Linked DNA regions of Bos taurus: region 1 is linked to region 2. A link is a contact called in public Hi-C data. All regions are on one chromosome and are shown on one strand. The core of a region is the stretch at or near the end of the contact, and the rest is flanking DNA. Distances in the headings are between cores, read along the strand shown. Region 1 holds the start of BLM (BLM RecQ like helicase). Region 2 holds the start of FES (FES proto-oncogene, tyrosine kinase).

Region 1 (5,790 bases), core at 833-3,332, 150 kb after region 2:
TTCCCATGTACCCACCAACCAAATTTAAGAATTTCTAAGTTCTGTCCTGTTGTTGTTTAGAAGCCATGGACTGTAGCCCGCCAAGCTCCTCTGTCCATGAGATTTCCCAGGCAATACTGGGGTAGGTATCTCCAGGGGAATATTCCAGAATCAGGGATCAAACCTGCATTTCCTGTATTAGCAGGCGAATTCTTTACCACAGAGCCACCAAGAAAGTCCAAACTCTACCCTATTTCTCTTTTAAAGGCATAAAACGTTTCAGATATATTTAAAATCCTATTCACTTCCCCTATCTTCCTCTCCAGAGACTGTGACTATCCTAAAGTGGATGTGTATAATTTCCCTGCACATTATTCTTTTACTGCACATCTAACACTACAGTCTTTTTCCAATTTTTAAATCCTGGGTTTCCTCATCAGTAAAATGAAGGCAATAGCTTCCGGTTGCTGGGAGGATGAGAAATATTATGCATAAAGTGGTTATCATGGGGACTGATGCTGAAAATGATTCAAGATCCAGAAATTTCCTTTGCTCCTACTAGACTATGAGTTACTTTTTGACAGTTAGCAGCCTGGCTAACTAAATGTTGTTTCAATTTAATTCTACTTATTATTTCACACAGAATACTCTGCCTCTCCCTTCTCCAATTTTGGCTTTCTCACTATGTCCCTTAACCTTTTTTTTTTAATTGAAGTCTAATTGCTTTACAATGTTGAGTTAGTTTCTGCTGTACAATAAAGTGAATCAGTTACATAAATTGCTCCTTACTCTTGACAGGGGCACAGGAGTGCTATTTATCCATGTTGGTGGCACCAGGAGCTGGCTGTTGTTTTTCTCCATAACTTGTGGCTGACTTTTGCAAACCCATAGACTGTAGCCCGCCAAGCTAAGCCCCTCCATCCGTGGGATTTCCCAAGCAAGAATACTGGAGTGGGTTGCCATTTCCTTCTCCAGGGGATCTTCCCAATCTTGGGATCAAATCCACATCTCCTGCATTGGCAGGAAGATTCTTTACCACGAGGGAAGCCCAAGCTGTCAGGTACCATTTCAGGCCACTAGACATCCAAAGTTGCAAGTAACCTAAGGGCAAGTAAGGGGTACATGAAGAATCCCCCGGTTGTACAAGGTGTTTTGGGGTCTGGCAGTTCTTAATTAAAATCCTATCTCTAGCATTTACAAATGCCCTTTCACAAAGACACGTGTTTGTGCTCTAGTCTCAATGGCTAAAGTGAGAACAATCCTACCTAGTTCTCTGGGTGGTGATAAAAGAATCCTTACTAAGTAGTAAGTACTCTATGAAGCATTTACTGGCATATACAGCATTAAGTCGGTTCAATACTAACAAAAACTCCAAGACGTAAAATAGGTCATCTCCTTCATGTAAGAAGGAAACTGAGGTACTTTATGAGTTGGAGAGCCACAGACCTAGTATGTGCAGAGGCTGGCATCTGAACTCAGGAAATCTGATACAGTCTGTGCCCTTAACCATTTCCCTTTGCTGGAGGTAAGCTACAGTTAAGATAAAGGGGTGCCGGGCACGTGGTACACAGCACTCAAAACACCACTGCCTGGCTCATGATTGTGGAAGGCCATTTAGAAACGTACAGTGTTTTGGTTTTCCCTCGGTAGAGAAACGGGGTAGTGCCAGGAATCTAGACAGTTGACCGTTCTGTGCCAGGCATCAGGGCAGGCACTGGAGCACACGAACAAGAACATAGTGGGTGCCAGGCCGGCTCTGCCCCCGACGCCCTGGGACAGCCTGGTAAAGTTAGCCCCCGCCCCCGGGCCTCTGTTTCCGCATCTGAGGATCTTCTCTCATGCCGCTCGCGGGACTGGAGGACTCCGGACTCTGGCCTAGCCGAACCGAGGGAGACAACGGAAGGAACCGGAGAGGCCTCCCTCTCCATCCCTGGGCCGGATGGCCAGGAACGGAGCTGGGCCAGGCGGACAACCCGTAAGTCGGCGTGTGCGGGAACTCACCTCTCCTACAGTCTGGAAGCGGGTGGAACCAGGATCTAAACTACCCGCGTCGCTGCCACAGCCCCGGGGCCGCGCGCCAGCTCATTTCGCGCCGGAAGCCGACAGATTCCGATTGGCTGCGTCCCGAAGAAGCCGACCAATACTGTCCCTCGGTGGCACCTGTCCCCCGCCCCATGGGCTGCTGGGGCAGGATACGCGTACAGGGCCGAGAGGGGCACGTATTCGCAAAGCCCAATCAAAGCCCGGAATTCGAGGTCAGGTGACTACAGTTAATCCCCCGGGCTTCCGGCCTTGGCAGAGTCCTTTGTTTTTAGTGAGTTAGAAAGTGTGTTGCAAAAGGCTGTCAGTGAGAAAGGCTCCTGGAACACGACTGTGGCTGAATTGAAAACCCCCGCGTTTAAGGGGAGCCTGAGATTTTTGAGTTCCCATAGGCCCCGCCAAGGCTCTGCGCCCCGGTCTTTTTGGTTCTGTCTCTGAGTCTTGAACTCCTGTCCTCTCCACCTGCTTGGTAACGCTGGCCTCTACCCCACACAGTATGTTCTAAGTGAGCAACTGGAAATTGTTATTGATGGAGAAAAGGGTGTCAAACTCAGATGCATGCAGGGATATGTGCAGTAGCTGAGTGAAAACCCATGCTGAGGTTCCAAGTGATTTTTTTCATCAGGAAACTGTGGGCCTTCTGATGCCAGATTTTCTTTACTCCCTAAAGAAATGAATTTATTTGTCCTTTAAAAAAAAAACTGAAAAATCTGTTTCAGTCCTATTTTGTGATTGAAATCTGCTAGGTTTTTTTCCATTTTCTAAAATTAGAGTATAATTGCTTTACAATGTTGTGTTTCTGCTGTACAACAGAAGTGAATCAGCTGGATGTATACATATATCCCCTCTCTCTTGAATCTCCCTCCTTCATCACCACCCCCACTGCACCCCTCTAGGTCATCACAGAGAACAGAGTTGAGCTCACTATGCGATACAGCAGCTTCCCTTTAGCTATCTAAATCTGTTTTTCAAATGTTCAGAAACAAAGCCTAATGGGACAATCAGAACACATCACTGTTGAATTACTCTAGGAAAAAAATGCAAAAGCAGAGTCAGCTAAGCAGACTTTTAATAGCAAAATGATCAAACAGGAAGCAGGATAGGGATAAAGAACAAAGAGTGAATAATTTACCAAAAGAATAAAGCGTTAACTTTTAAATTCAAAAGGGTACCACAAGTAGGATCCTCTCTCAGAATTCAATAAAGTTTGACCCTCAGCTGAAATCACCTAAACCACACACTGCCTGAATTCTCCTTCGCTTTTTTCTTCACTGTCTTTCAACTTTGTGCTCTTTTCCAGTGCGAGGCATTGTGCCAGGCCCTGGAGAGTGTCCTTGAGGAGCATACATTCTTTTAGACATCTTTTGAGGAGGCAGACACTTGTACACTTTATGACAACAACACAAGCGCTAACAATGCTGACCTATGTTACAGAGGTACCTAGGAGGGCAGATTTGTCAGGTTAGGTGAGGATTTCAAAAGGTGTGCTGATAGCTGAGTGATAAATAGCATGTATGATCTGTAGGCAGAGGCCAGGAGATGAAAAACTATGTAAGGTAGCTTTAAGAAACTATCAGAAAAGGGGAAAATAGAAATTACACATTAGAGGAAACAGATGACACACCTCAGTTTGGACTTCACTCTGAAGACAAATAACAATTGTTGGTTTTGGGGGCAAGAGAGATAGGGAGACGTTTGTGTACTACTCTTAGGTAAAATCAATGATTTTATATATATGTATATCACTTTATACATATATATAAATAAATGTATCTTCACCACTCAAGTTATATACCATTTCCAGCACCCCATAAGATTCTCTTGTGGAACTTCCATTGCGGAGTTAATTTCTACCCTTTTTCTCCCTGAACATAGTATCTTCAAGCTTCACCTGTCTGTGTACCAGTAGTTCATTCTCTTTTATTACTGTGTAATGTAGAGGAAAACTGAAAAATTTTGAAATGGTCTAAAAACATGAGCTCTGAAATGGTTTAAAAATTGAGTATCCAGTGAAACCATGGTGCTGCTAGCACACCCTTCTGGGATACCTGACTTGATATTTGACTTGAGTGTTCCATACCTTTCATCATCATGGAAATAACTTAGTGTTTTTAAAGATCTATTATTGTGTATAGAAATGCAAATTGTGTTCAGTGCAATGTATTTTATTACTGCACTGTGGGTTCGATCAGTTCTGCCAGGTTTTGCATCTATTTGTAAAACATTTCATTATTCCTCATTTATTATGTGCCTGCCTGCAGTACTTTGAACTTTTCTTTGAACTTTGTATTAATATCTTCCTGGGTCTCAATAATTAATGACTTAAATATTAATAAAAACCTTTGATACATTCATTTTATATCTATGTGAGAGCTTGATTAAACTAGATTTTTAAAATTATTCTTTAACAACAGTGTGCAGTTGTATGAACACAGTACAGTTTATTTATCCATTCATCTGCTGATGGACATTTTAATTTTTTCCCTTTGCCTATTATAAAGCTGCTATGGATGCCTTTGTATAAATCTTTTTGTGAATAAATGCATTAATTTTTCTTGGTAAGTATCTAGGAATGGAATTTCTGAGTCATGGAGTAACTTTGGTGAAAACAGACTTGTTTTCAAAGTGTAACTTTTTACACTCCCACCAACACCATATGAGTTTCTTACTTTCTGCATCCTTGCCAACACTGGGAATGGTCAATCTTTTTCATTTTAGCTATCTGTAGTTATTCTGTGGTATCTCATTGTGGTTCAATTCACCGTTACCAGAGAAGGTTTTTATGAAGGAAGGGACTGAGTAAATTTACATTTTAGAAAATTTTTTCTGGCTTTTATGTAGAGAATGATACTTGTATACCAAAGCTCATAGCAGCATTATTCATAATAGCCAAAATGTGGAAAGAAGCCAAGTGTCCATTGGCAGATGAATGGATAAACAAATGTGGTCTATACATGCAAAGGAATATTATTCGATCTTAAGAAGGAATGAAATTCTGATATATGCCACAACATGAATTGAACTTTTCATACTGTTCATGGAGTTATCAAAGCAAGAATACTGAAGTGGTTTGCCATTCCCTCCTCCAGTGGACCACGTTTTTCCAGAACTCTCCACCATGACCCGTCTGTCTTGGGTGGCCCTACACAGCATGGCTCATAATTTCATTGAGTTAGAAAAGGCTGTGGTCCATGTGATCAGATTGGTTAGTTTTCTGTGACTGTGGTTTTCATTCAGTTTGTCTGCCCTCTGATGGATAAGGATAAGAGGCTTATGGAAGCTTCCTGATGGGAGAGACTGATTGAGGGGGAAACTGGGTCTTTCTCTGATGGGCGGGGCCATGCTCAGTAAATCTTTAATCCAATTTTCTGTTGATGGGTGGAGCTGTGTTCCCTCCCTATTGTTTGACCTGAGGCCAAACTATGGTGGAGGTAATGAAGATAATGTTGACCTTCTTCAAAAGGTCCATGCAATACCACACTCAGTGCCCCCAACCCCACAGCAGGCCACCACCAACCCACACCTCCGCTGGAGACTCCTGAACACTCACAGGCAAGCCTGGGTCAGTCTCTTGTCGGGGCACTGCTCCCTCCTCCTGTGTCCTGGTGTGCACAAACTTTTGTTTGTGCCCTCCAAGAGTCTGTTTCCCCAGTCCTGTGTAAGTTCTGGCAGCTCTATGGTGGGGTTAACGGCAACTTCTAAGAGGGCGTATGCCATACCCAGGTCTACAGCACCCAGAGCCCCTGCCTCTGCAGCAGTCCACTGCTGACC
Region 2 (5,955 bases), core at 401-2,900:
GCGGGCAGGCCCACTTCACAGCCCCAGTCCTTAACCTCCGAGTCAGGGGACCACGCTGCTGCCTCGTGGAGTCCCTGAGTCCCTGGGAGGAGTGAGCCTTGGGCCAAGTGCCATCCCTCTCTGTCTCCCTCAAGGGCCAGCTGGTGCAGTGCAGGAGATGAGCACCCCGCCTTGGTCCTGAGCTCCTCCCAGGCGATGGCTGGATCACTCATCCTTGTGCTTCCCAGTGCTCCTCTGCCCTGGCACACAGTAGGGGGACAGAAAAAAGAACAGAGGGGCCCCCCGCCAAAGGCCAGTCCTAGCTGCAGCGGGAAGGAGGGAAGGAAGCTGGACCTTGCTCTGGGGGCAGGCCTGTGGTCAGACACTTCCACTTCTTCAGGAAATCCAGGGGTTCCTTGCAAAACCAGCCCTCTAGGCTCAAAATGTAGGCAGGGAAGACAGAAGCCCACCCACCTTGGTGAACTCCTGCTGCAGCTGCTGCCACTGCTCGTTGTAGGTTTTGCGCAGTTGCTGGCGCTCCCGGATCAGCAGGCTCAGCTTGCTCAGGGGCCCTGAGTTCAGGTCCTCCGCGTGCTGCCTCAGCACCCGGCTCAGGCCCTCCGTCTGGCTGGTGAGCTCTGTCCAGGACTGCAGTGGGGAGGGGCAGGCAAGGCAGGGAGTGGGGAACCTAGCTTCCGAGGTGGGCCTGCCAAATCTCCAACCCTCCCCAGCGGGGGACTCCGGGAAATGGAAGGGGCAGGCGGACCTACCCAGGCACCCATGGGAATTTGCTGGTGGAGGGCAGGAAAAGGGGGGGAGTCTAGAATCCCACCTGACTGATGAGGCTGTGCGGGCCGATGCCCCGGCTCTGGCCCCCGCTATCCTGCAGCGACATGTGGTGAAGCAGCCCGGCATATTCCCTGTCACTCTTGACCCGCTGGGCCATCCATTTCCTCATGCCCTCCAGCAGCCGGAGCTCGGCCTCCTGCATCTGCTGCACGGCCCCGTGGCCCTGGGGGTTGCACAGCTCTGAAGAGAAGCCCATAGTGTCGTCCTGGGGACGGAGAGAGGAGAGGCCACCACTGGGGGTGAGTAGCTGGAGATGGACGGGGCGGGGGCGGCGGGACAGAGAGGCGAGGGGCTGAAGAGCCACAGACAGGCAGAAGGTAGACACTTGTCCCCCTGGAACGCTGCGATGGGTACGAAACACCGCCTGGCCTGGGAAAGCTGTCGGTGCTTCCCGTCCTGCCCCTCCCCACTGCAGTCCCAGGTGGAGGCCTGATGCCGGAGGTCTCCTCCCCAGGCCTGGAACAGAAACCTCCCCCAGTCTCCCTCCCTGGATCTTTCCACCCAGCTCCTGCTGCAGGTGCAAGATGTGCACTGGGCCCTCGATAGGGCCAAGGCTGCCCCGGCAGGCACCCCAGGCGGCCACCCCCCACCCCCACCCCCAGCCCCTACCCTCCCGTGGCCCCTGTTCCACCCTGTCCCATGTCCCTCTCTCTGATCGCCCGCCAGGCCCCTGCCCAACCACCTCGCGGGTTGGCCGCCACCTCCCGGGCCTCGGTACAGGTAGGTACAGGCATTACCGGTGCGGGCAGCTGCTCCTGGGCCGCCGAGGACCGACTTACACTCAGGCCCCACACCGCCCGGCCAGTTCCTGATTCCGCGCTTCCTCCTCCTGTGGTTTCAGTTGGCCCAGGCCCCGGGGCGGGCCGGCCAAGGGGAAGGGGCGGGCGGGAGCCCCGACGCCTGCCCGCCCCCCCTGCCCAGCGCCGGCCGCTGTCTCAGCTGCCGGCCACACGGGCCCCGCGGAAACGGAAGGGAGGAGGGGGCTGGGAAAGAATGGCCCAGAAGAGAGCAGTTTGCGCCGGGCACTCCCCAGGGCCCAGACAGCGCCCCGGGGAACAGCAGAGGGTGCTTGGGGAGCGCTAGCACAGGGCAGGGCTGTGGCCTTTGCAGTGGCCGGGAGGGCCCGGGGGCCCAGAACCTAAGGAAGGGCAGGCGGGCAATTTGAGCAGCAGGCCAGGGACGCCCCAAAGAGGCAGGGGGAAGGCTAGTCCAGGCCTTTCCCACCCCACTGGATTCCCCAAGGAGGGCTCAGGCGCCAGCCTCTATTTGAATAAAATTTCCTAGTAAATATCCCGAGGAGAGGCCTACTTCTCAGGCATGGATCCTCGTGGAACTGGCCTGGCTCCTCTCCCCACCACAGGCAGGGGTTTCCTGTCCCATGGGAGACCTGGGGCAGGAGAGGGGCCTGGGCCAGAGTGTGTGTGTCAGGGGTGGGGTGGGGGGTATGGCACTTTCAGTGTGGGACTCAGGTTCTCCCCAGCAAAGCCTATCTTGATTCAGTTAGGCCCCACCAGAGGCCTCAGCCCTACAGCTGCTGGCCTAGGTGCTTCAGCCAAGGGACACCCTGAGCAACTGGACCCCGGGCCATCGCTCTCCACCCAGCTGCAGCCAAGGCCTATGGCGGAGGAAGTAAGTGCTCAGCTGCTTCCACTCTGGGGCTTCATCTGTCCCACCCCTGGGGCTTGTTGCCAGCTACTGTCCCTTCCACACCTCCTAAACCCCTCGGGAGATTGCCTTTGGGCAGCTAGAGCAGGCAGGACATCATGTGGGCACATAACTCTCCCCATCCCTCACCCCCGCCCCATCCTGGATGCAGCCCTGCAGTCCTAGGAAGAATATCACACACTGGAGACCAGGTCTGGTTTGCATAGTCTGCACGTTTAATCACTTTAAAACCTCTAACATTATCTCGTGTCCATTAAATAGAACCAACAATGCTGGGCCTGTTTAAATTACAAGAAAAAAAAAATCACTGTGCACCAACCCAGTATCTTACAAAACCAGCTGGGCTGGCCACGGGAGGGTGGGGTAGGTGTGGGAAGAGGAGGGGGCACCTCTGGGCAGGTGGCTGGGTGCCAGGAGGGGCTGGGGGAGAGAAAGGAAAGGGAGCTCCCAAATGGGAGGGGACTGATTGTCCTAATGGGAGGGGTGCAAAAGGCACGTCAGAAGAGGGAGACATGGGGGGCAGGACAGGTCAGTGCTTTCTCCACCAGGGCACAGTGTTGGAGGGGGCTCGGTGCCACTGCCTGCCCACCCCTGGCACTTGGAGAACTAGTGACCCATGAGCCCTTGGCACGACGAGCCCCATCTCAAATGGACGACAGCCTGCCCCTTCTACCGTGATCCTCCTTCCCTAGGGCCCACTTGGCCTGGCATGCCTTGTCAGTATCCTGGGCTCAGCTGCAGCCCACCCCCCACACCTCAGGCCCAGGGCAGCCGAGGGCAACAGCAGGGTGGACAGTGGGTGTGGGAGGGTGGATGGTCCAGCTGCTGCTACCACCGTTAAAAATACAAAAAAAAAACCAAAACAAAACAGCATCTAAAGTGAAATAATCACAAAGTGAAAATATATCCTCAAACAGCCCCTGAGATCCCCACAGGGGAAAGCAGCATCGGGTGGGAGGCGGGAGAGGCCGGCTGGGCCACCGTCCCTCCCCACCACCCACCCAGGGGCTCCAGGGCTGTGAGTGCCAACAGCCCAGAAAGCCCCGGGCTCAGAAAACAGGGACTCGGGCCCTGGGGGGAGGGCAGAGTGTAGAGAGGGGAGGGTGGTCAGCACACCAGCCTGGGGCCGGGCCAGCCTTGCTAGGCAGGCAGCCCGCCCGCTGTAGTGGAGGTGGGCCAAGGGCCGAATGCACATGGGCACACATGTGCATGCCCCGGAAGTGCCTGCCCTGCCTTGGTCCCTTCCTTCGCTCACTGCTTTTGCCTGAGGCTCACCAGATATGCAAAACAGGGTCTGGACGCAGAAGCCCTTAGAGAGGTGGCCGCCTCCTTCCGATACCCCCTAGGCCAGTCTCCTGCTGCCTGGATGGGGCCCATTATTGCTTTAGAGGGACGGGGAGAGGCAGGAGCCGCAGCTCCGGTCAGGAATCCCGGGAGGGCCGCCCCTCTTCACCGGGTGCTCTGGCTGGGGCCTGGACCTTGGAAAGCTGCCCAAAGGTTTCATTCCTTTCTCCACATGGAGGGCTGCTGCGGGTGGGGACAGGCTCTCCCCCCATCCCCCCACCCCCAGCTGGCCCACCTCAGGCCGCCAGGGGGCCCAAGGGTAGGGTGGGAAGCCGTTTCTGCCCCTCTTGCCTCCCGGCTGGGCTCCAAACCCAGTCCCAAGATAAAAAAATACTTTGGTGAATTAAAAAGTGCCCAAGGAGGGGATGGGCTCGAAGGGGCGGGCAGTAGGCGCTCGTCAAAGGGCGCTCTGGTCTTTGATAAAGGCGGTCCTCTCGCCCCGGCCCTCGTCCTCCTCTGAGTCGGACGGGCACTCCTCCTGCCAGGCTTCAGGGGGTAGTCCCTTGTAGGAGATGAGGCCGCGGTCCATGGTGTACACTTTCACCCCTCGGAAGCTGAAGCCCGAGCGCAGCTGCAGGACCAGGAAGACGGTAACGAAGACCAGCACGATGAAGGCGCAGCTGAGGCCGGCCACCACCTCGGGCAGGTGCGAGGGCAGCAGGTCCGCCCGCAGCCGCGGCTCCGTCGCTACCTCCGCGGGCGGTGGCCGAGGGGGCGGCGGCGGCTGCTGCTGGTGCGACTCGCGGCTGCTCTGGCTCTGGCGCGAGCACGTCTGCTCCACCGGGTCCAGGGAGGCGTGGCTGGGGCAGCTGAGGCAGTCTGTGGGGGCGGGGCCCTGGCACGTGGCGCACGAGGCGTGGCAGGGCGTGCAGACGCTGGCCCGGATGATCTCCACGTCGTTCTCTGTGCTGTAGTGTGTGTCCAGGACTTGGGGAGCGAAGCCTGGGGGACAGTGCTGGACGCAGTTCTTCTGGTGCAAGGAGAAGCCTTCCTCGCACACTGCCGGGCCGGGGAGGGAGGGAAGGTGGGCGTCAGCCAGGCCGCCAAGGCTGCTAGGCCCTGCAGCCCTGGACACAGTCACTGCTGTCCCCAGGAGCTCCCAGACCCAGAACCCAACCCAGGGCCCCAGGATGTCCCTTCACACCCCCTTTCCTCCTTTAGGACAGGCACCCTCTATCCCCCCAAGTCTCAGGTCCCCAACACCCTACAGCGCCCACGACTCACCCACACAGGCCTGACTGGAAGTGAGGGTCTTACAGCCGATGCTCTCAGGGGGTGTGGGCAAACCCTCAGGGGCCGTGCCATAAAGCACGAGGGTGAACTTGGTCAGTGTCCCTATTGAGGGGCGTGGCAGAAGTCAGGAGGTACCAGGAGCATGCCTGCCCACCACCCCCAGACCCCGCCAGTTCTTCTCCTGGAACCCCAGCCCTCAAGCATCCCCCAATACCATAGTTGTTGGCTTCACTGGTGTTTTCAATCTCTAAGACCCACTCGCCAGAGGGATCCTCGTCCCAGGAATGGGTCGTCATGAAGGCCCAGTCGTTAAACCCATCTGCAGAGTAGTCATGTGGCCTGGGGAGGAATGTGCACATGGCTGCCTGAAGCATTTGGGGGACCCCAGCCAGGGGGTGCCAAGCCCACAGCACACGGACCACACACACTCCCCTGGTGCCACACCAACCCTGCTGCGCTAGAAATGCCTGCTGGTTGTTTCCCAGGAGGCCAAATGTTCTCAGCTGGAACATTCTGGAAACATGCAAGGGAAAACTACATGCAGACTACACATGGGGAGGCACACAGATGTGGCATGTCATGGGTAGACTCAGGGATTCCTGCAATATGGGACAATCCCATAGGACATAAACCATCCCTCCCAGAAACGTCAGCGTTTACCCCATGGAGAAGTATTTGTGGACCATCGGGGCTGTGTGAGTCCATGAGTGAGTGCACGTGGACCCAAGGGACAGGACAGGCTGGGCGGGAGAGAGGGCAAGTACCTGGCAGCCAGCAGGGTGGAGCGGGTGCCCATGGGGCTGACCAGGTGGATGGCAAGGTCACCGCGGCGGTTGTAGGACAGGGTGAGCCGTGCCTGAGCATGCTCCAGCCGCGTGATGTGGC

The links. Hi-C and Micro-C count contacts between places; a contact is called where the count stands out from the background.
Region 1: a contact with region 2 is called in a Hi-C map of skeletal muscle, with 3 times the contacts expected there. The contact joins the promoter of BLM here to the promoter of FES in region 2.

What each region holds. Positions count from the first base shown.
Region 1 is chr21:21,931,043-21,936,832 of ARS-UCD2.0, forward strand. BLM (BLM RecQ like helicase) reads right to left here and starts at 2,083. Exons shown (of 20, transcript XM_010816994.4): 1 at 1,981-2,083.
Region 2 is chr21:21,778,006-21,783,960 of ARS-UCD2.0, forward strand. It overlaps FES (FES proto-oncogene, tyrosine kinase), which reads right to left and starts at 1,651. Exons shown (of 19, transcript NM_001032300.1): 1 at 1,608-1,651; 2 at 812-1,033; 3 at 454-627. The coding sequence starts at 1,024. FURIN (furin, paired basic amino acid cleaving enzyme) reads right to left here. Exons shown (of 15, transcript NM_174136.2): 12 at 5,835-5,955; 13 at 5,285-5,409; 14 at 5,062-5,172; 15 at 3,923-4,836. The coding sequence ends at 4,235.